5 separate regions of the Sus scrofa genome follow, and all the other regions are linked to region 1. A link is a contact called in public Hi-C and HiChIP or PLAC-seq data. All regions are on one chromosome and are shown on one strand. Each heading gives the region's core, a stretch centred on a gene start, on an enhancer-like site or on the middle of the called end of the contact. The rest is flanking DNA. Distances are from core to core; before and after follow the strand shown.

Region 1 (2,700 bases), core at 184-2,683:
AGAGCCCCAGGAATTCGAACTCGGAGCCCCCCTCCCCCTGGGCGCGGGCGCCGTTTCCCTCTCGCAAGGGCACCACGCCGCACTTTCAGAAATTATTTTAAAATACTTGCGGTGCCCGTAGGAGCCCACTGAAGGCCTGAAAACGTGCCCCGGGCCCCCGGCTCCCTCCACACAGGTCCCCCAAGTTGAGACCCCTGCAGATGAGAGTCAGCCCCCAGCGTCTTGGGGGCCACACGACCTTGCAGCCCGGCGTGCTCTCCGGCCCAAGCTGGCCTTGCGGGGCGCCCCGGGACTCGCTGCTTTAACAAAGGGGCCCTCTTTCCCGAGTGGGGTCCCCGCACAACTGCCCGAGTTCTGTCCCCGCGCCCCTCCCGCCGGTTCCCGGTGGCCGCGCGGCCCCTCGCGGCGGCCCCAAGCGCCTCGCCGGTCGCTCCCCGCCCCCACCCTGCCCCCAATTATTAATAAACACTTTTGCTTTGCAATAAAAGAACAAAGATGGCGCATAATACTGGCACGAGTGGCCCTTGCATACGTGTCCATGGATATTAATTTAAAAATCAAATCTATGCCCCCTCCCCCTGGAGCTGGAGATTCAGCGGCCGCGCGGCGGGGAGAGGAGGCGCAGCGGGGCTCGGGCGCAGGCGGGGGCTGCGCGGTGGCGGTCCAGGCGGGGGCTACAAAGGGCGCCCAGCCTGCGGGCCCACACCCTGAAGCCAACTGGGGTGCCCTTGACAGTGGCTTTGCCCGAAGGTACACGTCTTCGACCCCCCCCCCCACGAAGGGAATTTCTAATGACCCCACCCCCACTTCTTCCTCGTTCAAAAAATACCCACAATATCTATATATTTTGGAATTACGATTCCTAGCAACACTCCAGCAAACTTCAAAGTTGGGGTGAGAGAGAAGGGAGGGAGATGAGTGGCAAAGAAATGTGGGTTTGCGCAACAAGTCGCAGAAAAGTGCTAAGAGAGCCGCCCGAAGCCCCGCACCTCCAGCATCCAGGTGGCCACGATCTTCCGCATGGAAGGCAGGATTTCCTTCTGCACGCACTTGAAGTAGGACACGGAGGGCGAGCAGGTCTCCTCCGCCTTGAGCATGGCCCGCAGCACCCGATCGTTGAGGAGGTTGGCATCGGGGTACGCCCGGCGGATGGTCTCCATCTCGCAGCACAGGAGCTGGTGTGCCATGGCTGGGGCTCTGCTAGGCGGCTTGGGGCGGCGGTGGGTCCCGGGCTGGGTCCGCGTTCGGCTTTAGCTCCTGCTGCCCCCGTGCTCCCTCGAGCTCTTCTGCCCCTCGCCGGAGCGCGCGGACGCTGCTGCTCGCTGCTACTGCGCCGACAGCCCTCTGGAGGCTCTAGGACTTTGCAACTTCCAACAGAACTCCCCTGTAGTCCGTGTGACGTTACTGTTGTTAAGCAGAGATCAAAGCCGGGCAGAGAATGGGAGCGGGAGGGAGGGGGGGCGGGCTCAGGGGGAGGGGGCGCGGGCGCCGAGCGCCGGGGAGCGGCGAGGGGCAGAGCCCAAAAGCCATCCCGGAGGCGCCGCGCCTGCCCTAAGCGGAGTTGCCCCCGAAACTTGGTTTTCATAGAAACGCAAATCGCCCCGCGGGGAAGAGGGGTGCAGGGGGGTCCTGTCCACCCCGAGTGGGCCCCTTAGGATTTGGGGGGTTGTGTATAGGTGGCTCTGCAGAGGGGGACGACTAGGAGGGCGGGCAGGCCACACGCAGCCGGGCAAGACCGCATGGAAGGGGGACTCTGGGGTTCGGTGACACCCTCTACCCGAGCCAGGAGAATGGGTGCATTTCCGAAAACGCCACGAGGGCACCCACGGGCGGAGAGGCAGCCTAGGAATCTTAGCTTCTGTGTCTTCTTTCATTTTCATCAACACGTGTAAATTTCAGGAACCATTTAACATTCAGGGACGCAGAGCCGGCAACCCTTGTGGAGGCTTCATTCCGGCACACAGGGGGGTCGTTGCAATGCCCGAGGGAGGAACCCTAATGGTTAAGCATATTTCAGCCTAGCATGCGCTCGCTCAAAAATAAAATAAAATAAATGCCCGAAAATTCCAGCAGCAGCCCAAGATGGTGGCCAGCGTTTCCTTCATCCTGTCCTCCGCGCCTGGGGGATCTGCAGGCTGTCTTCCCACCTTGGCCAGTCCTTTCTTGCGGGGGTTCCCCAATCCCCCCATCCTTGCCCTGTCCTGGCAATTTAACAGCTAGAAAAACACCCTGAAAGGAAGGCTGCAAAATACTGGTCTCTGTCCTGCCTCATTTTTAAAAATTAAAAATGAAGTTAAATCCCTGGAACTACTAGTCCCCTCTCCGCCTGGGACGAGACCACCGGAAGCTTCCTAATTGGTTTTGTTGGGGGTGTGGACCTCTCTTCACCTTTAGAATTTGCCCTGGGGCTGCATTCGTGAGCCTGACGGGGATGGCAGGGGCTGGCAAAGAGCAGAACAATTACAGGTTACAGAAATGGCTGTATTGATCTGATGATTTTAAACAAAACCTATGTATCTTCGTGGTTATACAAGAGTCCCCAATATTATTCCAAACTTTTAAGACATATCAAAGAATATATGACGTTTTTTAAAGTTAAAGATTCAGGCTCTTCTTCGGTGCTTATTTTTAAATTGAAAGAACATTTTACGCATACTTCACTTTTTATTTTTTTTAGTTTTTACACTACCTGACCCCCAT
Region 2 (2,700 bases), core at 85-2,584, 210 kb after region 1:
TGTAGCTGCTGGCCTACACCAGAGCCACAGCCACTCAGGATCCAAGCCGCGTCTGCAACTTACACCATAGCTCACGGCAATGCCGGATCCTTAACCCACGGAGCAAGGCCAGGGATCGAACCCGCAACCTCATGGTTCCTAGTTGGATTCATTAACCACTGCGCCACGACAGGAACTCCATACACTGCACTTTCGAACACCCGGCAGCATTCTGAAACTCACAGAAATGACCTCATTTAGTCCCCACCTCCCGGGTTCCCTGAGGAAGAGCAAGAGGACAGTGGAGGGGATCTTGGAGCTGAGCCCCTGGCCCAGGGACTGCCCAGGAGGTCACCACAGTTGTCATCCTGCCCTGTGATCTTGGCCCCACCCCCACCGAGGGGTCAGTGCCCTTCTGAGGCTGTGGGGTCATCGTGCCCAGCTGCCCTGGACCATCCTGAGGAAGCAGGCTGAGTGGTACCACTTCTCTGGGCTGGGGGACAGCCACCGCCCCCAGGTTCCCAGTCCCCCTGGGGGCTGAACAAGCTGGGAGAGGTGGGCCACACAGGCCCAGCTTCCTGGGCACCCGTGCCCTTCTGGCTGCAGGACAAGATCCTGCCAGGACGCAAGGAAAGGCCGTTCTCACGGCTGAAGGACCAGAAGGGTGCTTCCACCAGCAGGGATCCCTGCCCCCGGCTCGGCTCTGCTGCAGGTGAGAGAACCCACAGCGGCAGCTCCTGACTCTGCTTCCCACCTCCGCCTCTGCCTCTGCCCTGCTGGGGCCCCCAGCCCTCCCAACATGGGCCCCGATTCCTGCCTTCAAGACCTCAGACTGAGCTTGCTTTCAGGGGCCTTGGGCACGCTAAAAATGTTGCCTTTGTCACCCCGATCTTGCCCCTAATTCATCTCTGACATCTGCTGCAGCATCCTTGTAAGGGGGGCCATGGAGCCCTAACTTCCCGAAGCACTCATCTGACCCAGTCACGCTCCCTCTCCAGTCTTCCATGGCTCCTTATTGCCCTCCATCTCAGCTCTGAGGTCTGTTGCCCGGGGGGTTGGTGCAGGCGATCGTCCCCCACGCAGCCTCGCCTGTCAGGCTTCCCTGAAACTCGATGTCCACCAGCCCCCAGAGGAGGGGGCGAGACTCTCTTGTTTCCGGGAGCAGTTTCAAAAGAGTTTGTTTTCTTTCAAAACAGAATGTATCGAGCGTCTGGCCGACCAGTGGGTCTGAGGCCAGAGCAGAGGCAAGAGCTGTGACCACTGGGCGTGCTGAGTCCACATTGTGGACGGGGCAGTGCCTGCAGGAGCTTGGCTGGACCATGAGCCCGGGCAGTGCTGCGCTTCCCCGGCCTGGTCCACCCCCAGCCTCCAGAGGGTTCTATTGGTCCCGGGGCCGCAGTGACTCAGTCTGTGCCTGGTCTGCACTCCACCCCCGGGCCTCTGCTCAGCAGACCTCCCTCCAACCCCCACCCCCCACACAGGGGTCCTTGGGGTCAGAGAGGGAAGCGAGGTAATCCCCATTTCGCCAGTGTGTACCGTGCCCAGTACCGTGCCCAGGCATTTTCTCTCCCAAGAAACCCTCACTTGTTACTCTTTTACAAATGAGGAATCTGAGTTTCACAGGCTACATTCCTACGGCCCAATATTCCTTCCTTCCTCCACTGCCATGTAACAAATGCTGAGATGGGCACAGGGCCTCCCAACATGAACTACATTTCCCAGACTCCCTTGCAGCAAGCCATGGCCATGGCAGGTTCCGACCCAGGCAACATGAAAAGGTGTGCGCGCCCCTCTTCCCTCCCCACCTGGGACCCAAGGCGGAAGCTACATGCTGAGGACAGCCGAGCAGAAATGTGGAAGGAGCCCTGATGGCCCTGGGCTGCCTGTCTGATCTTTTTCTGAGAAATTAATTTCAAGTCGCAGCCACGGTGGCATCAGGTCTATTTGTTACACAGCTGTGTGCTGACTGATACAGGATTGCCCAGTTTCAAGCCAGGGCACTCACACGTTTGATCATGTTCAGTCCACTTCTGGATATGTTGCTTTGGCAGGTGGAGCCCGAGGTGTCCTACCAGCAAAGTGAGTGGGCTGCAGGCTGCCAGGCACAGTGATCAGGATAGCTCTGGGCTCTCTGTACCCAGCCTAGGTGACCTTGTGGCCTGAGGTCCCAGAGCCTGGACCCCTGTGTGTGTGTGTGTGTGTGTGTGTGTGTGTGTGTGTGTGTGTGTGTGAATGAGACAAAGAATAAGGAAAGAGACCTACATTTCCTGGTGCTGACGGGGCAGGGTGCTGGCCTGGCATTTCTCTGTGTGGTTGATTCCTTTATTATTATTATTTTTTCTCTTCTTTATTGATTTCTTCCTTTCTTTATCTGCAGGGAACAGGATACTGGGCTGAACCCTTTCCACAGAGTCTAGGGTCCTTTATCTCTAACAGCTTTTTTGCGATGGATACCTCACCCTTTATCCATTTAGAAGGATGCAATCCGGTGGTTTCTATTATGTTAAGGATTGTGCAGTTGCCATCATAATCCGTGTAGTACATTTTCACCCCTCCTTAAACAGCACCCCTTAGCTGCTCCCCTCCAAACCCCCTCCCCTCAATTACCTGCCCACTTCCGCCCCCTGGCAACCACGAATCTACTCTCCGTCTCTGTGGCTCTCCCTGTTCTGGACATTTCATATTGATGGAATCACACGGTCCGTGGGCTTTGGGGTCTGC
Region 3 (2,700 bases), core at 72-2,571, 240 kb after region 1:
GCTTTCCTATAGTATGTGAATTGTCTAGATGAGTCTTGTTAATACAATCAGCAAAAGTAGTCAAGGCATTTTATCATTTCTAACAGAGCTGCCCTGTAAAGGTTACCCCTGGGAAAGGGAAGGGGGGAGCAACAGACCGCAACCTCTGTCCCCTGATATATGGGAGCTGGGTCAGTCCTCATCTGGTCCCTGGAAAGAGGGAGTAAAGGAGCCAGATTTGAGTCTGACAAGACAAGAGTGTGTTATCCTCAAATTTGGGAGGCAGCCCATCACAAATTTTGCCTTCTTGGATAGGGCCTGGGGATTCTAGGAGACTGAGAATGTTAGAGGCACAGGGAAGGACTCTTTGGTTTGCAAAGTGCAGATGCCCAACTCAAACTCCCAGAGGCTGTTCTATGATCTATATAACTTGGAGGTTCAGGGCTAGATCAGGCTACCTTCAGGTATAGCTGGCTCCAGGTGCTTCAACAAAGCCCCTGCGGTTCTCTTCCTCTTCCCCTTTCTCCTATCTTCTCCTTTCAGTTCCTCTCATCTCTATTGCACTTACCAAGCCCCAGAGAGAACTTGGCTTGCCCAGCCTGGGCCGTATGCCCACCCCTGTGAACAGGGGAAGTGGGATACCAAGACTGCCAGCTCCCCTGAATCCACTTTGAGGGGGAGAGAAATTGTATAAAAATCTCTGAAGGAAAGGGAGTGCTGCTGCCTGAAGAAGGGGGTGAATCCTGTTCCACAGGGGAAAAAAAAAATCGCAGGAGCCAAGATTCACTGCAGACACATCCTATAGATTCTGGTACCTGTCGGCGGAGCAGGCACACGCTGAGGTCTTTACGTCTGTCTTCTGGGATTTGCACGCTCATGAGTATTCACAGGTCTTGGTCCCTCTGATCCCCAAATGGTCCAAAGAGGCAGACAGGACCTTTCTCCCTTGATTGTGAGGAAACTGAGGTTCAGAGAGACCTGGTACGTGGCCCAGCTCGCCAGAGTGTAAGTAGCAGTCGGCTTCTCCATTGTCAGATCTTTCTGTGCTCTGCTCTCAGGCTCAGGCTGTGAAGCATCTTCACCACCCCTACGACCATTAAAACCAATGCACCCCCCCCCACCAGGGTCCCCACCGCCGCCATCCACCCCACCAGCACCGTAACAACCACCAAAAACCTCCCTAACCCCACCCACCGGGGAGTTCAACCCAGAGCCAGAGTTCTTAGCTGTCTGTAGGCACAGCCAAGGAACTGTGAACCCAAACCAAAAAGCAGAAGTTGCTAGAGTCAGATTTTCCTAGTGGGAACTCCTTTCTTGGCAGCCAGGCCCGGCTCGGCTCTTTCGTGGCCGGCGCCCAGCATTCCACTGGGCATTGTGATGCTCTCTGCGATGGCTGGGCTGATCCCGAGGGCCTGGGATCGTGTCTTAGGGAGCAATACACGTGAGTCACCGGGGCTGCTAATCTTTGGAATCTGACAAGGTTTCTACTTTGGGAACCTACGGGGTTGAGTCAGCAGTGGTTCATGCAGCCAACAGGCGGTGGAGCCCGGAGCACGCCCTCCTGGTTAGCCTTTTGCTGGGGCTGCTGGAGGCCGGGGCGAGCGCTGGGGGCTGCGCCTTTCCGGCTCTGGGGGACTCCTCTGTGGAACTTGGGGACAGCACTGAGCTTCAGTGGTAAAACGGGGCACCCCGAGGTTGCGTGGTAACGGGAAGGGTGGAACCCCGGCCCGGAGCTGGGCGAGGGCAGCCTGTCACCAGGCTGGCCCTGGGGCTCTTCCACTCCCCTCTGAGCGGGGCTCCCTGTGCCTTTCTCCCAACTTTCGGGGAGGCTGGCTGGGAGGGTGGTCCTGCGTGGTGCTGCAATTGTGCTCCCTGGCAACCCCATGTACAGTGGCATCTCAGAGGCCTCTTTGGGGTACGGGGTCCCCTCTCCAGCCACCGCAGGTTGGGGCGAGTGTCAATTCAGGTTCCCCCAGGCAAGAGGTGGCTGAAACTGGGAAAACTGCAGAGTGGAGGGGATCATGCAAAGTCACCAGTGTGTGGCACCCCAGGCCCTGTCCCCCCGGCCCAGCCCAGGCTGACCACGCAAAGGCACTAGTGTATGGCATCCCTGGCCCCTGGGCCCCCTGCCCAGGCTGACCCTTCCAGGGGAAAGCACCTCTGCCAGAGCCCGGAAGGGGAGAATCCTGGAGAGCGAGGTGCTGAGGGAGATGCGACCTTCAGTCCAGGGACACAGCTGCCCAAGGTGACCCCCAAGGGGAGAGGCTCTGATGTGGATTCCCAGGCCCCACGCTCCTCCCGCCCACACCTGCAGCCAGAGCGTGCCCAGGGCCAAACCCACCAGGAAGCCAGAGGGTATGGGAGCCCAGGAAAGGATCCGCTGGTTCAGCCCCTGGGGCAGAGAGCAGGGCGGAGGGTGGTGTTGGAGGCGCAAAGGAAAAAGTGTCCATCACAGGACATGTGGCCCGGGGGCCCCACCATGTCTCTTATGGTTCGGAGAAAATGCCCCTGGTTTCGGGAATCTTGGGATGTGCCTGAAGCCAGAGGTTGAAACATCACAGGAAGTAGAGGTATCCGTTGGAGTTTCCCTCCCGAGAACAGGGTGGGGGGAGCTTCGGGAAGGGGAGCGAGGAGGCCAAGGGGACTTCCCCTCCAAGAGGCGGGCTGGAGGCTCAGGACATCCATGCAACACCAGGTCTTCTACCGTGTCTGGGGGTCCTC
Region 4 (2,700 bases), core at 66-2,565, 180 kb after region 1:
TGAGGTCACACAGCCAGTGAGGGTGCAAAGGGCAGAGCTGGGGGCTGAGCCGCTCTCCAAAACTCTCGCCAGTGGCAGCTCTTGCATCCAGAGCCCTCCTCTGCGGCTGGTCCAGGAGCTCCAGCATGGAGACCTGGGTGGCCAGCTGGATGGGGGCTCCTTCCGGGCCCCTCTGCTCTTCCCACATGACATACACAGTCCAGCCACAGTCGGGGCTCTTCTGGGGCCGTGGGCTGGGGGAAGGTGGGTGGTTGCTACAAGACCCCCACCCCATGTCTTCCGTGCACCAGCTCCCAGATCCTGCAGCTGCATCAGTAAAGCCGCCTCCCTCCAGGCCGGAGCAAGGAGGGGACATCCTGGGGTCATGCGTGGACAGCATCCCCTCCCCCGGGACTGCTCCAGGGGCCTTGGAACCAGGCATGAGCGGATGCGGGGCAGAGAGGAAGGTGGGGGCAGGGTAGGAAGAAGGCCACCCCTGGCCCATGGCTCCAGACCCTCCTTGGCCAGGCTCTTGTGAGGGGTGGGGGGCAGGACCCTGTGTCTTCCTGTTTCCTGTGAAAACAGGAAGTTCATGGGGCAGTGGTGGGGATGGGGGTGTCTCGGCGAAGTCGCCCTGAGTCAGGGGGACCCAGCAAGGCCTGCGGAGGACAAGCCACCTAGAGGCTGTGGGCCCCCGGGGGCTGGACTGGAGACCCCGAGGCTGGCCCAGACCTGGTTTCTGAACGAAGCCGGGGGCCCCAGCCTGGCACCACCCCCTTGAACTTGAGCTGATCTCACAGGGCTCTGGGGGATCCCCTGGCCAGGTGGGGAGTGGAGGAGTGGGGTGTGGTCAGAGGCCCCTGTCCACCCCAGCAGGGGGCCCTGGGGAGCCTCCGTTCTGGTGGGTTCTTTGGGGGGCTGTGGGGGGCTTTAGAACTCAGGCTTGGGAGCAGGCAGACCTGGGTTCTATTCTGGTACCTTCCTGGGCCTCGGTTTCCCTCTGCACCTGCCTCTCAGGTGGCTGGGGCGGTGATGTGACCGTGACAGGGAGAAGCCTTGGCCCCCGTGCTGCCCAGCCCCAGGGGGCTGCAGTCCCACACAGGCGCTGCAGGGCACGGATTTCTTTCAGGGGACGGGGATTCACTGGGTGTGGTCACGGGGCATGGAGGCCGATCTGTGGCCCCCCGGCCACTTTCCCTGGCTTCCCCTGCAACCTTTTCTTTGCTCCCCAGCTCCCCCTTCGCCTGCCTCTCGCCTCCACTTCCCTCCCTCACACAGTGAAGGAGCTGCTGCCTGGCTGGGCGTTTCTATTTCTGCACCTTCCGCTTCCTGCCCGGTGGCCGGCCGGCCACTGCGGAAAGTTCTGGAATCTGCAAGGCCAGCTGGTCCTGGGGCAGGATGTGAGGGACTCGGATTTCCTCCTCCCGGCAGCTCCACGGGCCTCCCAGGGCCGGGCACCCAGGGTTTCAGGGCAGGCCTTGGATGAAGGAAGGAGTGCAGCCTGGAGCAGCCTGGGCCTCGGGGGAGCCTATGCCTGATTTCAGTGCCAGCCACGCACCCAGGGAATCTGTTCCATGCACCCGCTTACTGCCAGGCGCTGCCCCAGGTTGGGGTTCTGGGTGATCAGATGTGCAGGTTGTACTTTCCATTCCCTTGGAAACAGCCCACAAAGTGGGTACCTGAATGATGGGCTGAAACCCGCGTGGCTGCAAAGGGCACAGGTGGGACCCTTGAGCCTCTGTGCTTCTCACGGCCCTGTGAGTAAGTGGATGTGGGGGTGTGTGTGTGAGAGAGACAGAGATGGAGAGACAGAGACGGAGAGACAGAGAGAGGAGGACAGCCTGGAATCGTACTTGCCTAAGACCCGAGGGACAGGTGGAGGCCGCCGTTGCTAAGTGCCCGATGGCAAGGAAGGCTTTGCTCAGCGCTGCCTCCACAGGGTTTCTGAGCACCTACTCTGTGCCAGACTCAGGGGTGAGGAGGCCGCACCGGGAACCCCGGGGTTGACCCCCCTTTGCCTTGGTCAAGTGGGGCAGGCACTGGTGTGGGGAAACACAGTGTGTGGACAGCATTCCTTTGTTCAGGGGTGAAATCCTGACATCACCTGGGAGCCCGGCCTTAGAGCCCAGGTAAGATCGTGGACGGCTAGGCTTTGTTAGAAACTGGAGCTCTGAGGTCGAGGGTCCGCTGGACTCCAAGCCATGCAGGGTCCAGACCCCAGCCCAGGTGCAGACGGTGGCCTGACTTTGGATGGGTCACACCCCCTCCCTGCGCCTCCAGGTTGTCACTGTGCGGGGGCCGCTGGTCCCTCACAGATCCGAGCGGTGTTTCGAGAGTGACTGAGCTGGCGTCCCCTTAAAAGTGGCTCCAGATTACTTTGTCCCATCCATATTTGATTGAATCGCAGCTGTCCTTTGTTTTCCAATTCACGTTTTCTTTACATAGTGTTATTATAATATACAAAAATGTAAAAAGCAAGAGAAGACGCAAAAACATCTGAAAATTCCACCCCCAGGAAAAATCCTTTAAAGAAGTTCCCCAACCACCCTTGCCTTCCATGAGAATACCTTAGAAACACACGGACTGTTCCAAGATAAGACAGTTTTAGCCACACTTTTCTGTAACCTGCTCCCCCACACACTGGTACAGCAGGGGCATGGGGGCCTGTCAAGAAGCAAGCAAGGACTGGCATCGTTTTAATTGCCTGGGAGCACCCACTGC
Region 5 (2,700 bases), core at 3-2,502, 250 kb after region 1:
TCGCGTCTCTGCCCCAGCCTCCAGGGACAGTGAACCCGGAGGCAGGAAGGAGGGGCCCAGAGGGACTCAGGCCACATGGATGCACGACCTCGGGGCCCTTAAAGCCCCACGAGCACCCCGCCCCCTGCAAACCTGCAAACGCCACGGGAGCTGGGAGGACACGGGAAGCAGGAGCAGGTCCTGTTTTGTGAATGAAACCAAGGCCTGGCTCCCTCTTGTCACCCAGGCCCTGCCGGCCTTGCCTGACCACTCTGTAACCTCAGCAGGAGCGCTGACCAGAAGGGGAACTTCAAAACCCAAGTGTGAGTCAGACGGAGGAAAAAAGAAGGAAATTCTTCTGCGCTCCCTCCCCTCCCCCGCCCCACAAGGACTCATGCTGAGACCAGCCCCGGGGGGTGGGGGGAGAAGGGGTTCGAATTACAGGCCCTGACCCAGCAGGAGCCCCCTGACCCGGGATCACGCACTGGTCACCTCGCCTGGGCCCTGGTCCCCTCTGCAGCGAACAGCCACCCCACTCTCGACAAGGGGACGGCTACGGAGGACCCTTCGGCCACTCTCTTCCAAGAACCACACTGAGCACCCACTGTGTGCCGGGGCCCGTGTTGTGTCCCTGTGTGTCTGTCCCTGCGGACTGCCTCGGGTGGCGGGAGCCAGTGAATACGCACGAGCAAGTTGAACAGACTGATGGGTTAGAGATCCAGCCAGTGGCTGTGACAGGGCCTGGCAGGGCACCAGGGGAGTGGGGGGGGGGACACGGGACAGGAAGGTGCCCTCAAGGAGAACCACAGAGCAGCCGGGCCAAGCATGCCAGGGGGCGGAGGGGCTGCCCCACCCAGGAGGCAGGGCACGATGTATGGGGAGTGTGGGGAGAAGCAGGCAGGCTGGAGAGGGAGGTTTGCGAAGCTGCGTTGGCCTCCTGGGCCAGAGTGGGGTTCTCGGCAAGAAGCGAGGGCGCCCAGTGCCCCGGGGGTTCCCGCCCCGCAGATGGTCACCTCTGGGGAGAGACCACAGCCCCCCTCGCCCGGAGCAGGCAGGAAACCCCCTCCCCCGGGGAGGGAAGGCGGAGGGATGCAGGGCCCGCTGGCCCAGCTCCGGAGCCGGCTGCCTGCCAGACCCCCAAGCTTCCTCCTGGGCCCCGTCCGCTTCCCCCTGCTCACCCGCCCAGAGGCATCGGCTCTGCTGTCCCTTTAAAGGGGCCTGAGTCAGAAAGTTAAGAATGAAACTGACTCATGGTGGAACCGGTGGTCACCGGGCTGGCCGGGTGCCAGGGCTGCGGCGGCAGAGGAAGCCGGGTGACCGCAGCTGCCTGTGTGCGCTCTGCTGAGAAGGGCAGAAACCACAAAACCCCATTTGAAATTCCACCGTGCAGCCCGGCTTGTGTAATGAGGTTACCCCTCATAATGGGAGCATTCAGGGCCCCGCGTGGGCCTGTGGGGCTGGGGGCTGCCCCCCCAGGGCCAGCTGATGATGACGTCATCTTCCATTAAGAGTTTCTCCGCACCCCGCCCTACCCCATTAAGGAATTAAAAAAAAAAAAAAAATGCACCAGGAAACTAAAGTGAGAGCCAGAACGGAAGTCTTGGTTTTATTTATAGTTGATAACTTATGTCCGGCCTGCTCCACGGGAGGCCCAGCAGAGAGGATAAAGCCCAAAGGAGGGGCTGACAAAAATGCCCCAGGCCCTAGGCTAATGTGGCACCGAAGAACAAGGCTAAAGCTCCATTCTGAGCTCCCTAGTGGCCAAAATAAAGAGGGCATGACACCACGGAAAACTGGGATCCTTGGAACCTGGATTCAGATCCCAGCTCTGCCACAGATGAGCTGTGAGACCACAGACAGAATCTGCTTTCTCACCTGAAAACAGACAGAAAAAAGGCTGAATTGGTTTGGAGGCCCAGGCAAGGCACCCAGTGCTGCCAGGATGCATTTTAGAGGTTCTGCTGGTCCAGGACCTACAAGACAGCACAGTTGCCCCTGCCCCTGCACCTCTGTGCATGGCAGACATCACTAATGGATTGCAGCACACTTTCTCCAAGCCAGATCCTGCCTCAGAACCCCATGGCACACACTTCTCCAGGGGACCACCACCAAAATGCCAGAGTCGGCCTGGGGACCAACCTGCTTGTCATCCTGCCTGTAAGCAGCTTACGAGAGCCTAGGAGGGCCTGGTCACCCTGATAGTCCCAAGACCTGGCTGGTGCCCTCACACGGTGAGCACGCAATAAAAAAAAAATTACACAGTAAAAGAGGGAGGGAGGAGTTCCCTGGTGGCCTAGCAGTTGAGGATCTGGCTTTGTCACTGCTGTGGCTCCATCACAGGCCCGGGAACTTCTACATGCAGCAGGTGCATCCAAAAAAAAAAAAAAAAAAACTGAAGGAGGAAGAGGAGCTTCTATTGTGGCTCAGAGGGTTAAGGACCCAACATAGTGTCCATGAGGATGCAGGTTCACTTCCTGGCCTCACTCAGTGGGTTAAGAATCTGGCATCACTGCAAGCTGCCGTGTAGGTCACAGATGCAGCTCGGATCTGACGTGGCTGTGGCTGTGGTGTAGGCCGGCAGCTGCAGCTCCCATTCAGCCCCTAGCCTGGGATGAGGCTGAAAAAATAAAAAGGAGGAAGGGGAGAGATGGAAGAAAGGAGGGGGAGCAGAGCAGGGGGGACAGAGGAGGGAAGGCAGCAGGGTCCTGGATGTGGGCAAGT

The links. Hi-C and Micro-C count contacts between places; a contact is called where the count stands out from the background. HiChIP or PLAC-seq counts read pairs in DNA pulled down with a chosen protein or histone mark.
Region 2: a Hi-C map of liver shows a contact between it and region 1, with 7 times the contacts expected there. The contact joins the enhancer-like site here to the promoter of CCND1 in region 1. A contact is called at or near these places in 6 of 47 Hi-C or Micro-C datasets (embryonic fibroblasts, fetal liver, heart right ventricle and 2 more) and 1 of 2 datasets of contacts at active chromatin or transcription factors (skeletal muscle).
Region 3: a Hi-C map of embryonic fibroblasts shows a contact between it and region 1, with 5 times the contacts expected there. The contact joins the enhancer-like site here to the promoter of CCND1 in region 1. A contact is called at or near these places in 1 of 5 promoter capture datasets (liver), 10 of 47 Hi-C or Micro-C datasets (embryonic fibroblasts, epiblast stem cells, fetal liver and 3 more) and 1 of 2 datasets of contacts at active chromatin or transcription factors (skeletal muscle).
Region 4: an H3K27ac HiChIP or PLAC-seq map of skeletal muscle shows a contact between it and region 1, with 8 times the contacts expected there. The contact joins the enhancer-like site here to the promoter of CCND1 in region 1. A contact is called at or near these places in 11 of 47 Hi-C or Micro-C datasets (adipocytes, embryonic fibroblasts, fibroblasts and 6 more) and 1 of 2 datasets of contacts at active chromatin or transcription factors (skeletal muscle).
Region 5: a contact with region 1 is called in a Hi-C map of embryonic fibroblasts, with 4 times the contacts expected there. The contact joins the enhancer-like site here to the promoter of CCND1 in region 1. A contact is called at or near these places in 1 of 5 promoter capture datasets (liver), 25 of 47 Hi-C or Micro-C datasets (adipose tissue, alveolar macrophages, blood and 16 more) and 1 of 2 datasets of contacts at active chromatin or transcription factors (skeletal muscle).

Annotation. Positions count from the first base shown.
Region 1 is chr2:3,631,947-3,634,646 of Sscrofa11.1, forward strand. CCND1 (G1/S-specific cyclin-D1) reads right to left here and starts at 1,434. Exons shown (of 5, transcript XM_021082686.1): 1 at 990-1,434. The coding sequence starts at 1,187.
Region 2 is chr2:3,846,302-3,849,001 of Sscrofa11.1, forward strand. No RefSeq gene overlaps it. Among named protein-coding and RNA genes, the nearest start is that of CCND1, 210 kb to the left of the region's middle. Within about 2 kb of position 1,335, at least 3 of the 83 cell types and tissues checked have an H3K27ac peak or open chromatin away from gene starts, as enhancers often do. A contact at or near this core is called in fetal liver and liver, where this site is marked.
Region 3 is chr2:3,867,555-3,870,254 of Sscrofa11.1, forward strand. No RefSeq gene overlaps it. Among named protein-coding and RNA genes, the nearest start is that of CCND1, 240 kb to the left of the region's middle. Within about 2 kb of position 1,322, at least 26 of the 83 cell types and tissues checked have an H3K27ac peak or open chromatin away from gene starts, as enhancers often do. A contact at or near this core is called in embryonic fibroblasts and skeletal muscle, where this site is marked.
Region 4 is chr2:3,813,471-3,816,170 of Sscrofa11.1, forward strand. The region is part of intron 1 of LOC106509291 (a long non-coding RNA gene); the gene reads left to right. Among named protein-coding and RNA genes, the nearest start is that of CCND1, 180 kb to the left of the region's middle. Within about 2 kb of position 1,316, at least 24 of the 83 cell types and tissues checked have an H3K27ac peak or open chromatin away from gene starts, as enhancers often do. A contact at or near this core is called in liver, omental adipose tissue, retroperitoneal adipose tissue and 1 more, where this site is marked.
Region 5 is chr2:3,885,934-3,888,633 of Sscrofa11.1, forward strand. No RefSeq gene overlaps it. Among named protein-coding and RNA genes, the nearest start is that of TPCN2, 220 kb to the right of the region's middle. Within about 2 kb of position 1,253, at least 51 of the 83 cell types and tissues checked have an H3K27ac peak or open chromatin away from gene starts, as enhancers often do. A contact at or near this core is called in adipose tissue, alveolar macrophages, brain and 8 more, where this site is marked.